2 separate regions of the Danio rerio genome follow, and region 2 is linked to region 1. A link is a contact called in public Micro-C data. All regions are on one chromosome and are shown on one strand. The core of a region is the stretch at or near the end of the contact, and the rest is flanking DNA. Distances in the headings are between cores, read along the strand shown. Region 1 holds the start of arid5b (AT-rich interaction domain 5B). Region 2 overlaps arid5b (AT-rich interaction domain 5B).

Evidence for each region. A called contact is a pair of places that touch in the nucleus more often than the background predicts.
Region 2: a contact with region 1 is called in a Micro-C map of caudal fin, with 2.8 times the contacts expected there. The contact joins the enhancer-like site here to the promoter of arid5b in region 1. A contact is called at or near these places in 2 of 18 Hi-C or Micro-C datasets (caudal fin and an unstated tissue).

Annotation. Positions count from the first base shown.
Region 1 is chr12:8,683,541-8,691,061 of GRCz12tu, forward strand. It overlaps arid5b (AT-rich interaction domain 5B), which reads left to right and starts at 2,791. Exons shown (of 10, transcript XM_073918238.1): 1 at 2,791-2,837; 2 at 3,111-3,365. The coding sequence starts at 2,817.
Region 2 is chr12:8,721,495-8,729,015 of GRCz12tu, forward strand. arid5b (AT-rich interaction domain 5B) reads left to right here. Exons shown (of 10, transcript XM_073918238.1): 3 at 4,716-4,950. Among named protein-coding and RNA genes, the nearest start is that of arid5b, 39 kb to the left of the region's middle. Within about 2 kb of position 3,242, at least 3 of the 62 cell types and tissues checked have an H3K27ac peak or open chromatin away from gene starts, as enhancers often do. A contact at or near this core is called in caudal fin, where this site is marked.

The DNA.
Region 1 (7,521 bases), core at 1,541-4,040:
TTAATGTAATAAATAACATTAAAATTATTAATATGTATAATACATAAATAAAATTATTTATATTAATATACACATTTTATATATTATAGATTATATATTAATGTAATAACATAAAATAATTAATATGCAAATAATAAATTAATAAAAACAATTATTCATATTAATATATACATTTTATATATATCATAGAATATATAATAAATAACATTAAAGTCATTAATGTGTATAAATAAAATCAAAAATAATTATATATATATATATATATATATATATATATATATATATATATATATATATATATATATATATATATATATATATATATATATGTATATCAATATATATTTTATATATTATAGATTATTTAATAATGTACTAATTAACATAAAAAATGCATATTTATATATTAAATATAATAATTAATATTTATATATATTATTTATCATATTATTTATCATATATTATATATCAATGTAATAAATAACATATACTATAATTAATATACATATATTAAATTAATAAATATAATTATTAATTTGAATATATACATTTGTATATATCATATATTACATATTAATATGATAAATGACATTAATAAAATTAATATGTATATAATAAATTAATAAATATAATTATTCATATATACACATTTTTTAAAATCAGATTATATATTAATGTAATAACATTCATATAATTAATATGCATATATTCAATTAATAAATATAATTATTTGTTTGAATATATACATTTCTATTTATCATAGATTATATAATAATGTAATAAATAACATTAATATAATTAATATGAGTATATTGAATTAATAAATATAATTATTCATATTAATGTATACAAAGTTATTACAATATTTTAATTATTTTAAATAATATTGATGTAATAACACAATAATAATTAAATAATGTTGCATAACTTAATGCGTAAATCCATTATTGGGTAACAGCGGAATTATCTTGTTATCTTCATTCATGTAAAAAACTAATTTGAATGTTCGTGAACAGATATGCTTAAGATTGCATAAGCTTACGATAACAATAATAATATCCAGTAAACCCTACACAAATATAATATTCAGATTACACAATATTTTGATGATCATTTTAGCCTTATATTGCATCTTTTTATAATGATGATTTATAATGAAAATATTGCAATAGAATGTATTTAATATTCTCTAATATTAAACTACACACATGTATATGCAAGTATGTGTGTATATGTATGTATGCAATGCAGTATATCATGTAAATGTCACAAACAATTAATTTATAATATATAACCATGTAGAAAAGACTGGTATGCTAATTATTTTTATGTCAATACATTAAAAAGATAATGTATTTGACTATTGATTTATTAAAAACATCAGCTATTATGCACGTGCACCCATTGTATGTTCATCTACATTCTTGGCAGTAAATGTATTCTATTCTCCGTTTCATCCAGCTGAATAAAGCCCCGCCCCCACAAAACAAAACAATGTCTTATGATTCACATTTACCAAATCACATTTAAGTCTCCTCAGTTCATTTGGGTTAAGCTGTTATATGAAGCATGAATGTGATCACATCCATAATCACCAGCTGCCCCTCGTGACTGGAGATAAAACATTGCATAAGACATAAAAATAGCTGACGTAAATGTTACATCCTGTAATTTAGGCCATATGCTACAACTTTTAAGGGCACAGCCATACATTACGAAATCCAGCAGCAATAACTAACATGACAAAACCCTCGACGCACGCCCGAACCCCGCAGAGCGCATATAAATGTTTATAAACACGACGGAAATGTATTGGCTTTATCTGTGTAAATGTTCAAATCGTGTAATTAACATAAAATAGTTCCTTTAAACTACTCTAAAACTGTAGTTTTCGATAAAAATCTACATATATGCGTGACTAAAAGCTCCATCAACGGTCTTTGATTTGTGATTTCTCTTATCAAACGCATCTTCTACCGTCGCGTTTGTTCGCCTTAAGCACACAAGAGGGGTGCGATATTGCTTTTCTAGCGCTTCTTAGCACCGCGTTCATATCACAGCGGCCATAATGGCACCAATTCAAAGGACGATTTTAATGTTTCCATTAGTCGCGTTTACACGCGCTTGATACATTTCTACAGCGTTTTCCATCATAACACGCGCTTCAGGATTGTGAGAATCCCGATAACACCTCTCCCCATCCGGACTCCTCCGCGCGCGTCGGCGTAGCCGCGTTAGTAAAACGATTATATGAAATGATTATTGTACAGTAAATGCAGTGGAGAAATAAAAGGAAGAATCTCTGCAGGAAATGTTTCTGTATACTCATACAAACCTCCTTTTACGCAGGTCCTGGCAGGTAGATAATGGCATCATGGATGATATTATTAAATATCTCCTTCGGGTGCGCATCTAAAAATTCAGTCAATTCGTAAATCTGCTTTGCTTTCGAAGCACTTTCAAAATGAGTACGAGGTTATTTCGAAAGATCATCTCATGATTTTTAAAAACACCTTCAAGGCGCTGACAGACACCACACGAGCCACTCTCTATTTGCATTCACGAATTTAATATGAACGCGCGGGTTCATAAAATGAACAAAAATAATCGCAAGCGGAATAATAGAGCCTTAACAAATATTAGACACCAATTTCGGACATTTTATGTGAGTTTTCTTTGCAGCGTGCGCGTTTCATATTGAAGGTCGCCGCGTTGAAGAACGCGTTGATATTTTGTCCTTCCAGGACCTTCTGTGATCCATTCAAGCCAACAAGTTTGGAGAGAATGTTTGAGTTTAATCAATTCAGAGCGACGAGATGGAGCCCAACTCACTCCTGGTAATATCATCCACTCCGCTTTCATTTCAGCCTCTAATAATATCAGCACGCGCGCGTATCTAGTCCTGTGTAATGCTAGGGAACCAATGGAAGAAAGTTTACCATGAAAAAAGTTATTAATTTTTTTATTCATCATTCATATTCAGCTATAAATGTGATTTATCATGTGATCAGCAGGAATGCTGCGCTCGCCTCGCATCGCGCCTTATATCAAATGTGTTAGTTTATGTGTCGCGGAATATAAATATGGCATGTCTATTTGTGTTTCCGCAGTGGGTAGGCTCACCTTGTGGTTTGCACGGACCTTACATTTTCTACAAGGCGTTTAGATTTCACCTTGAAGGCAAAGCGAGGATTTTGTCCCTGGGAGATTTTTTCTTGGTCAGATGTAAAGCGGGGGACCCCATCTGCATAGCAGAACTACAGCTCTTATGGGAGGAAAGGACAACCAAGCAACTTCTATCCAGCTCCAAACTTTATTTTCTCCCAGAAGATACCCCCCAGGGCAGAAATGTCACTCACGGAGAGGTAATGTCTCATGTTTTCCCAGCTTTTTTTCTCTCTCTCCATGAAGGGCTCCGTCCCCTTCGCGATGTGTGTTTATTGTGCTGTGCATGAAATATGAGTCGCGCGCGGCTTTGCATCGCATCTATTCCGCTGTCTGAGATCACAAGACATCTAATGCATCGCGTTTAATAATAGACGCGCAATCATAAGAGAGGACCCTTGTGTTAATTTCGCCTGTGCGCTCATTTGCATACGAGCGTTTAGTGCATGCATCTCAAGGCAGCGTGCGGCGATGAGAATGATGCCATTGTGTGAAGTTGTCACATCAGTGTTTTGCTTGTTTCATCTGATATACAATAGTGCGGAAACTGAGCGAGGCGAAAAGCGCCTCGTTGTGGCGGTGCGATCTGCTGATTGTTGATAAAAGAGTGTCGCTTTTAGATCAAGGCGACAAATAAATAACGCGAGCGGTCGACGCGAAGTGTACAGTTGCCGCTGTAATGAGGGGGAATATTTCTGGCAGACGGTCTGAATGTGCGAGCTGAACTAATACCAATATGCATTGATTAATAATAACGGCACGCTGATCAAGCAGCTGCGGTGCTTTAAAGGGAGCGAGTGACATTTATGAAGGTTATTATGTCAAGGTGCTGCAGTCTCATTTCAAATGATAGATGTATACATATTTATATAAGCTGAGATGTGTTTGCCCGATAGAAATGCTCTTTCTGGGGATTTAACCCTTTGATGGGCTGAAACATTGTTCCTCTACAATGGTGTGTTTGTTTTTGCTGCTGTGCGTTTACGTAAGTAGGGTTTAAATGAGATTAATTATTGACGATTCTTGCGATTGTTTAGTTTGAAGCTGATTGTTTTTATTTTGTATTTACGCTGTTTTAGACATTTTATTATATACTTGTTATTTTGTTAATGGGATGTATTATTTTAAGTGGCAATCAGTTATAATGTGTTATATGTGTGTTAGTACATTTCTATAACACATTTTACAGTCATTTTTGGTGATACTTATTTTTGTACTTTATGTACCAATTGGTTATTAATCAGCAATAATAATAATACTAATCTGAAAATGTCAACCAATAAAAATGGTAAATATGTTGCTGCTATTGTGTATTGATTCTAATCATTCTAATGGTAATTTTTATTGAAGTGTTCTGCATTGAATAATTTATGCAAACAACTCATTAAAAATGTAAATATATGCTGTAACAGTATGTTTTATATATATATATATATATATATATATATATATATATATATATATATATATATATATATATATAAGTTAAGTTTATATAAGTATTATTTAAATGTTATAAAAATTTATAATTTAAATATTTTTGTATTTTTTAATATTATTTATAGTTTAAATGTATACCTTCAGCAGATTAAATGCATTAATTTTAAATGATTATATTAATAAAAGAAATGCACATAAGTTAAAATAGAAAAATAATTAGCCAGGTTAATTTAATATCCAAATTAATTGTAAATTAATTTCAATTAAATAATTAAATAAATTAATTAATCTACTCTATGTAGACAATCATATAATTTAAATTAACATATTAAACATATTTATTATTATTATATCAGAAAATAACAACTATTATAATATTATATTAATGTAGTGATATTTATAAATTATAGATACTATTTTTATATAAAACATTATGTATTTGATAGGTTATATTATTTATTAAGTAAATATTACTATTAATTTTTAATTATTTATTTTTAAAAAATTAATATAATTACATTTTTGACAACACATTTTTAAAAGCTTAATAATGAAACCTGCTTGGTTATAATGCAAAGCCAAGCCAGCATTGTGCTTTACCAATATTATCCCAATTGCTATTTTAACAAAGCAGCAGCAGCTGCGGTCTTTACACAGCTAATGTAACGAGGTCTGTACCTGTTTTATCTTGCACTGCTCATGTAATCACCGATCCCGAATACAAAAAAAAGGCAATCTGCTGTGTGCGAACCTCTACCATTCTGTCCTCCCCCCGTGGAGTGCAGGATCAAATAGCCTTTTCAAAATAATCAACAGGTTCTGTGTGAAGCCCTGCCGAAATGTCAAGGTTACTTTGCTGAACTATTATCAATATTAGGTGGAAACATAAACTGTTGGCAGCAGCGACCTTGAAAACATGCTGTTTACACAATGTAACGAGGTGTTGTTGAGGAAAAGCATTAGTCTTAATGCACTGTTTGTTCAGTTGATCAGAGCTCTGTCCTCCTTCCAACTTGCCACCGGCTTCCCTCCATTCCCTTCCCCCACGCAACAGCAATGCCAATTATTTGCTTTTCAAATTTATTACGCATTCATGACTGCTGATCTTGAAACGGCCTGCGAGATAGGATTACTGGCCAAGGACAATGCACCGCTCTTAGGTGTACTTTACAGTTCTTTTTTAATGAGAATATGCCAGATTGTTTTAGCTGTTAGTCATTTTTTGGGGACTAGACATGTGCCAATGATTAATAATAATATTAATAAGTATATTCTTATTACCTCCGAATACTTATTTCTTATTTAGGATGTCTTTTAAAAGGGACAGTTCACTCAACAAATGAACATTCTGTCATCATTTACTCATTTACACTTGTTCCAGACCTGGGGTGCGTTTTCTAAACAACAATGTAACTCACGGCTGAACTATCATATTACTATGCATCGTTTGGGAAAAGAACTATATAGTGACAAGTTTTTCCAAAACCTGTAGTTTCTCTGTCGCAGATCCATCGCTTGAACCACGTTCGTTATATCGTAAAACGCCCATAATGATGCTCTAATCTGGGTGGCGTAACTACTTCTTTAGAGAAAAACCCCATAATTTTTTTGTGCAAATGATATTGTTTTGCACGCACATACATTTAAAATTAAATCCAATATTAGTTTTGGTAAAAACATGCACTCGCTTTCCATATTAACTGAAATATATGTAAATGGCACATAGGGCCTGTGTTTGCTTTACTAATACTATTGAGAAGTTGAACATTATAAATTTTATTCTAAAACACAAAATCACTTACAAAAGCTAACACGTATTCTAATATCATATAAATCATATAAATAAATAAATAAATAAACAATGAGGCTATTTATTATAAAATGAAATGTAATATTTATTATTTATTAGAAATGAAAAAAAAAAACTATAAAAATACTTTGATAATAAAATTAATAATATTAATGATGATGATAATAATAATAATAATAATAATAATAACAACAATAATAATAATAATAATAATAATTAAAACAACAACAACAATAATAATAATAATAATAATAATAAAAGCAACAACAATAATAATAATAATAATAATAATAAGTAGGATATTGTTTATTTATTTATTTGTTTATTTTTTTTTAATAGTCTACTTTTACAGTTTGACTGTTGTAAATCACTGCAGAAAGTTCTAACCAGCAGACTCATGTCATATACAGTACAGTTACATAATAAGTAAATTAAAATAAAATAATTAAGGTATGCTTTTTGTTTTCACAAGCTTTGGAGACGTAACATAAATTCCGCTTTTAAATAATATATCACCTATAGCTTTCGCCATGGGGCTGTTAAAAATGACATCAATGTCAAATTGCACTGCGAAGGGAGCACAATTGTAAACATGAAGATCGCTAAAACTGAACTGTAAAAATAGTTTGGAAGCAAATTACGCCTAAGACAGATGACTTTAATGCTTTTTTATTTTTAATAATTCCAACTTTAAATGGTAAAATGTTCTAAATGAATAGGGCATAGGGGGGATAAGTGGGAATAGAACACAGCCAGGAACTATGTGTCTAACTACAGCTCCAGAGTTGTAGTTGCGAGACCTCAAGTTTGCGATGCAGTTTGCCAATGTTCGTTGGAGTGTCGGATTTGGGTAACGGCAAATCAACAAACTATGTTTGTAATGACTGAACTTGCCACCTTAGTTGGCTAAAGATGGTTTTGGGAAACGCACCCCTGATTGAGTTTTTATTCTGTTAAACACAAAACAAGATATTGTGAAGAATAATGGAAAATAAGCCATTGACTTCCATAGGATTTGTTTTATTCTTACTATTGGTGATTGTTTACAGAATATCTTGTTTTGTTTTCAGCAGAAGAAGTAAATTCATAGAAGTTTACCGCCTCAT
Region 2 (7,521 bases), core at 1,992-4,491, 38 kb after region 1:
TATGTTTTTTTCTTTTTTTTCTTTTTTTAGTTAGTTATTCAATTATTTATTAATATTGTTTTTAATTGTCTAAACCATGCACAGCTATAAAGTTGCATTTTATTTAAATTAAATTGTATATTATTTTTTATCCATATGCACACCGAAGTTGTTGCTTTATTTTATTTGCATTTTATTTTATTTTATTTTTTTTGTATTTTATTTATTTTAATTTATCAACCATTTCCAAGTATGCATTTATTTTATTTTATTTATTTTTGTTTTTGTTTTGTTTTAGTTCTTTTTGTTTTGTTGTAGTTTTAGTTTTTTCGTTTTATTTTCGTTTTTGTTTTGTTGTGTCATCCTAAGACAAAATCATTTAATTGTATGTTGAATTTATTGTTGTTGTTTTTTTATGCACGTCTTGTGTTCCCATTTTAAGGTCATGGCCCTTCAGATTATTTTGATTTGCAATATTTTATGTTCCAGAAGGATGAAAACCTGAAGGAATGCTTGCAAGTTATCCGGAAATCATAGATTACTCATTCATATCCTTCCATTAGCTGTTTTATTAAGGCCAAACCCCATTACTTTGTACATCTTGATAAGTTCATAAACCTTTTCATATGGAACAGTTAAGAGAGCTAAAGTAAAGTTCCACTTTGCTCCCATTACTCTGTCAGTGAGAGAGATAAATTGTCTGCTTGACAGCGTGACAATGGGACCTATTCTATAGAAGCAGGGGGGAAAAAAAGCCTGAAACCTAAAAAGAAACAGGCCTACTTAAAGAGGACGTAATTAGACATGGTCTGTTCAGCAGAAAGTTAGTGCTGCCTGCAGATTGGCCAGAATGAAGGACAAGGGTATTTTATTTTTATTCTATTATTCTATCAAAATTTTTTTCTGCACAAGTGTACAGTTATTTGGATTTTATTTCAATTTATTTTTAAATTATTTTATTATCTGCACAAGTGAACAGTTGCTTTATTTTTATTTAATTTTTTAATTTAATTTAATTTTGTTTTATTAACCACGCACAAGTAGAGTTAGTTGCATTAAATTAAATAAAATTTTATTTTATTTATTTTATTTTATTTTATTATTGTTATTTAATTTAATTATTTTAACTATGCACAGCTATACTTTTAGTTACATTTTATTTTAATTTATTTATTTTAAATATTATTTTATTATCTATGTGCACGCGTTTACAGTTGCATTTATTTTGTTTTATTTTATTTATTTATTATTTATAATTATTTGATTTTATTGTCTTAACTATGCACAACTACACAGTTAGTTGCATTTAATTTAATTTATTATATTATTAGTTTATTATCTATATGCACAATTTATTATCTATATGCACAAATGAACAATTGCATTATTTTATTTCCTTTTATTTTATTAACCATTCACAAGTATACAGTTAGTTGCATTTTATTTTATTATTTTATTTTACTTTATTTTATTTTATTGACTATGCACAATTCTACAGTTAGTTGCATTTTATTTTATTTTACTATTTTTATTTAATTTTATTTTAATTTTATTGTTTTTTCTTTTGTTGTCTTAACAATTCACAACTATACAGTTAGTTGCATTTTATTTTAATTTATTTTAATATTATTTGATTATCCATATGAGTGAACACAGCAGCACGGTGGCGCAGTGAGTAGCACAATCGCCTCACAGCAAGAAGGTCGCTGGTTCGAGCCCCAGCTAGATCAATTGGCATTTCTGTGTGGCGTTTGCATGTTCTCTCCAAGTTGGCGTGAGTTTCCTCCGGGTGCTCCGGTTTCCCCCACAGTCCAAAGACATGCGGTACAGGTGAATTAAATAAGCTAAATTGGCCGTAGTGTATGTGAGTGTGTGCAGGAGTGTATGGGTGTTTCCCAGTTTTGGGTTGCAGCTGGAAGGGCATCCGCTGCGTAAAACATGTGCTGGATAAGTTGGTGGTCAATTCCGCTGTGGCGACCCCAGATTAATAAAGGGGCTAAGCCGAAAAGAAAACAAATGAATAATTGAACAACTGAACAGTTGCAATATTTTATTTTATTTATTTTATTAACCGCACACTAGTATACAGGTAGCTGCATTTTATTTTTTATGTCATTATTTATTATCATTGTGTTTATAGGCTTAACTGTGCACAACTATACTGTTAATTGCATTTTATTTTATATTATTAACTATGCACTTCAATTAGCTTCAATTATTTGTATTTTGTATTGATATTCTAAATACACACATGTAAATAACAGTGTTATATACACCTGCATACTTAGTTTTATTTATCAACCATTTTATTAGTCTATTATTTTATTAGTTTATTTAATGTCTATAGTTAGTTTAAATTAATTTTAAATTTTTTATTATATTTTTTCAACCAAGCATGCAGTTAGTTTAATTAATTTAATTTAATTTAATTTAATTTAATTTAATTTAATTTAATTTAATTTTATTTTATTTTATTTTATTTTCTTTTATTCTATTTTCTTTTATTTTATTTTATCAATCATTTACAAGTTCGCAGTTAGTTTTATTTATTTATTTTAAGTTTCTTAATTTAAGTTAATTTTATTAGTCTATTATTTTATTAGTTTATTTAATGTCTATAGTTAGTTTAATTTAATTTTAGATTTTTTATTATATTTTTTCAACCAAGCATGCAGTTAGTTTAATTAATTTAATTTTATTTTATTTTATCAATCATTCACAAGTTCGCAGTTAGTTTTATTTATTTAATTTAAGTTTCTTAATTTAAGTTAATTTTATTACATTTATTTATTGTAGTTGACTTATTGTATTTATTTATTTTATTTTATCTGTACAAGCACACAGTTAGTTGAATTTAAATTGATTTTACATTATTTTATGATGTTTTCTCAATCAATCTCAAGTACACAGGTAGTTACATTTAATTTTATTTTATTTGTAAACAAGTATACAGTTAGTTACATTACACTTACTCAATTTAAGTTAATTGTATTAATTTTATTACATTTATTTATTGTAGTTGAACAACTTTTATTTTAGTTTATTTTGCTAACACATTATTATATATATTTTTACAATTATTTTAAGAAAAGAAGAAAAGATCTGATCGTTTCTCAGCTTTATTGAATCAGACTTGGGCAAACAGTGTAAAGGAAGCGTTTGGTGAATGTTGTCTGTTCGCTCAGTCAGAAAGTGCAGGATCCAGAGCTCTGCCAAACACCAGCGCATCTGTTCCCCAGATTCCCTCTATAACCGCGACCCTTCTGTTATCCTCTGCCAGATCACAAGCAAAGCTCTTGCTGCAATTTTATAAACTAATAATGTAAGCAAGTCTGCCTGGCCAATTCTGCTTTACTGCCGTGACGCATTACAGTGGGATAACTCTCCAAAATACAGTATTTACAATTGCGCAAGCTAGAGTGTTTTACAATATGCAGTTGAATAAAAGTCATGAGCCCTCCTGTGAAATTTTTTTTTCTTTTTCAAATATTTTCTACATGATTTTTAACAGAGCAAGGAACTTTTTCACAGTATTTCTTATAATATTTTTACTTCTGGCTTTTTTTTTGTCAAGCACAATCACCTGTATAAGGCGCACTCAAAATTGCATAATGTTTTAAGGTTTTAAATAAACAATGGTTGACAACAGTTGAAAATAGATGGATGGATGATGATGATGATGTTATTATTATTATTATTATTATTATTTATGAATAATTATTTTATTTTGTTTAGGTTTTATTCTATTTTTATTACATTTTATTTTAATCAAAAATAACTTCTTTTATTTGGTGAAAACTGATGGATGATAATATTAAAAATATCAATAATAATAAATAATTAATCAAAATATTTTTTATTTTATTTACATTTTAATTTAATTTAATTTAATTTCTTATAAAATTTTAATTTATTTAATTTATTAAAAAACAATTGTAACTAAAATATTTTATATGGTTGAAAATGGATGGAATGATGATGTTATTATTATTAGAAAAATAAATAATAATTAATTAAAATATTTTTTATTTATTTATATATTTTTAAGTTTTATGAACAAATGTATTTTATTTTATTTTAATCAACAATAACTTATTTTATTTGGTTGAAAATGGATGGATGATGCTATTATTATTATTATTATTATCAATAATAATGATAATAATAATAATAAATATTAGGATAATAATAGGATCAAAATCTTTTTTATTTAATTTACATTTATATATAATAATTTTTTTTAAACATTTTAATTTTAATTAAATAAAAATTTTATTTTATTGAATTTAAACGGTTGAAAATGGCTGGCTGGATGATGATATTATTATTATTATTATTATCATTGTTATTAAATAATTAATAAAAAATACTTTTATTTTACTATTGTTTTTTTTTATTTAATCCTATTGAGGTTTTATTACATTTTAATTTATCTTAATTTAGTTTTATTCAAAAATAACTTATTTTATTTTATTTGGTTGAAAATGGATGGATGGATATTATTATTAATATTTTTATTATTATTATTATTATTATTATTATTATTAATGTATTAAAAATCTAACAAAACATTTTAGTTTACTTTAATTTAATTTTAATCAAAAATAATTTATTTTATTTTAATTTATTTTGCTGTTTAATGTAACATACATACAGGGAGGAAAACCATTTAAAAAGGCTGAACTTTTACTACTCCTCCAACCTTGCTGATTGTGTCCGTCTCACTCTCTCTACAGGATGAAGTTATCGCCGTGTCAGAGAAGGTGATCGTGAAGTTGGAGGATCTGGTAAAATGGATGGTGTCAGATTTGCGGAGCTGGAAGAAGGGTCTTCAGGCCGTCCCGCTGAAGCCCGGTGTGCTGAAGGAGCTGGGCAAGAATGGCCAGCGAGAAGCCCTCCACAAATACAGAGAGTCAACGCTCAACAGCGGACTCAACTTCAAGGACGTCCTCAAAGAGAAGGCTGAACTCGGTAAGAGCAGCTTTTCTCTTGTTACTCGCTCTTCTGTTTGCCACGCGATGCCATTCTACATCAGATGTACAGTTGAAGTTAGAATTATTAGCTCTCCTGTATATGTTTTCCCCAATTTATTATTCATTAGTTGCTTAAAGGGGCTTATATTTTTGACCTTAAAATGATTTTAAAATATTAAAAAAACTGTGCTATGTGCTATGATAATCTGGTATTTGAATGAATTTGACAAATTATTAATTATTTAATTATTTAGCTTTTTTATTTTACAACTTAACTCCATTTTTAAGAAATTAATTTTTTCGATTACAAAATTATTTTTTATTTAAATATTTATGTACTTATTTTTTCCCTTTTTTATTTTACAACTTAATAATATTTTTAGGAGCCTTATTTTTATGATTACAAAATGTGAATTTTATTTATTTATTTGTTTATTTATTTATTTATATTCCAATTTCCTTTTTTATTTTACAACTAAATTGCATTTATTTTAGTTTCTACTCTTACAAATTTGTTGTTTTATTTAATTATTTATTCACTTATTTCCCCCTTTTTTTTACAACAACTAAATTTTTTAGAATTTTTTTTTGATGATTACAAACTTATTAATTAATTTAATTATTTATTTACTTCCTTTTTTTGTTTTACAACAACTACATTTTAAGGATTTTTTTATTACAAATTAATAATAAATAAATTTTTTATAATTATTTATTTAATTATTTCCTTTTTTATTTTGCAACTTTACAGTTTTTAGGATTTTTTTTGGGACGATTGCAAATTTATTATTTTGTTTAACTATTTATTTTCTTATTTTCCTTTTTTATTGTACAACTTAGGGAATGTACAACATTTCTCAAAAATTCATAAAACATTTCTTAATTAAGAAGTTTTTTAATTCTTGCTCATTATTGGACAAAAACTATGAAATTATATATATATATATATATATATATATATATATATATATATATATATATATATATATATATATATTTATTTATATATTAGGAAGTCTTATTTAACTAGTTACAAATAAGCATTAATATTGTGAAGTTACTGTATTCTGGATCAAATGCAGACTTGGCAACCTAAGCAGCACCTTTTAAAAAACATTACAATGTCTTTAATTATCCCAAATGTTTCTGATTGCAGTGTGTGTGTTCAGTGAGCTTTTGAAATCACAGTGTGTTGTTTGTCATGACTAAACGCCTGCAGTCCTCCATAATAACACGCTTTGAATGTTTCTTTTTTTATGAGCGTCAAAACCTATTTTTTTTACGGCGAGGAGAAACGTAAGTGATTGTACAAGACACAACAAGAAAGTGTTTGAGTGTGACACTTGTTTAAACAGGCAGGGAGTCGCCCGTGTTCATCTCCCTCAGCGCTTTTTTTCCTCTTTCGCTTGTTTGTGTCTCTCATTAACTGAGAACAATATGGTGTGTAAATGCTCATTAATGTGCAGACGAATCACACCCAGCTTGATTATGCTTCCGGTGTGATTGCGCAGTACGTTTAGTTGGATTTAGCAATGCTTTTAAAGGTTTCTTTTTTTTAGTTTAGCTCAATTTTGGCTGTCAAAATTTTATTCATATGCTTATATACATTCATCCCATTATCGTGTCTCGCAAAATTTCTAAATATCTGGTAGCTCTTCGGACAGGCACTGTTCAGATTTTGGTAGCCCAAAATAAATTAAAGTGGCCAAAATAGAAAAGATGCTGTTTACTAAATAAAAATAAATGCAAACATTTACTAAATAAAAAAGTTATTTTGGCATTCATTATAGGCTACTTATATTTTTGGGCAAATAACTAAATTATTTAATTATGTTTATTTAATACTTGTCCTTGGAAAAAAAATCTTGTGAAAACCAGGTTAAAATGTAATTTAATTTAATGAAATTTTTTATTTAGTTTTTAATTTAATTAAATTTTTTATTTCATTTTATTTTCAAGTTGGTACTAAAATAGACTTTTTACTAAAAAACTTTTTGACAGTTTTTTGACACAAATGCTAATTCACACAAATATTTATAGTGGGCTCCCTGAGGCATGAAACTGACATAAAACTCAATTACAAAAGCATTGAAATGTGCTGAGCACACACACGAACATGGGGAGAACATGCAAACTCCACACAGAAATGTCAACTGGCCCAATAATGTGCTGTTAGTATAGACATTGAAAATATTCTCATGTCTGAAAAACTATTAAGGGTATATAGATGTATTGAATATCACATAAAGCTAGGAAAAGTGAAGGTAATTATTTTAGCTATATCCCTCTTCTGGGTGACTGAAAAGTCAAGAATTGATTTCTGCAATTAACTCCTTATCTGTCTCCACAACTTTTTTAATATGAAGTGAAAAAAAACGTTAAACACAAGTTGTGTGCCTTTATCTTAAAGAAAAGAAGTGTATGTGTTCATTTCATACATAAAATGTATGTTTTGCAAAACATGTTCTAGCTTAAAATTGGCAAAAAATCAAAGCTAAATATCTGAACAAAATATTTTGCAAATTTCAAGTTGATATATCAAAAGATTAGCTTTTAGTATGAGTTTGTT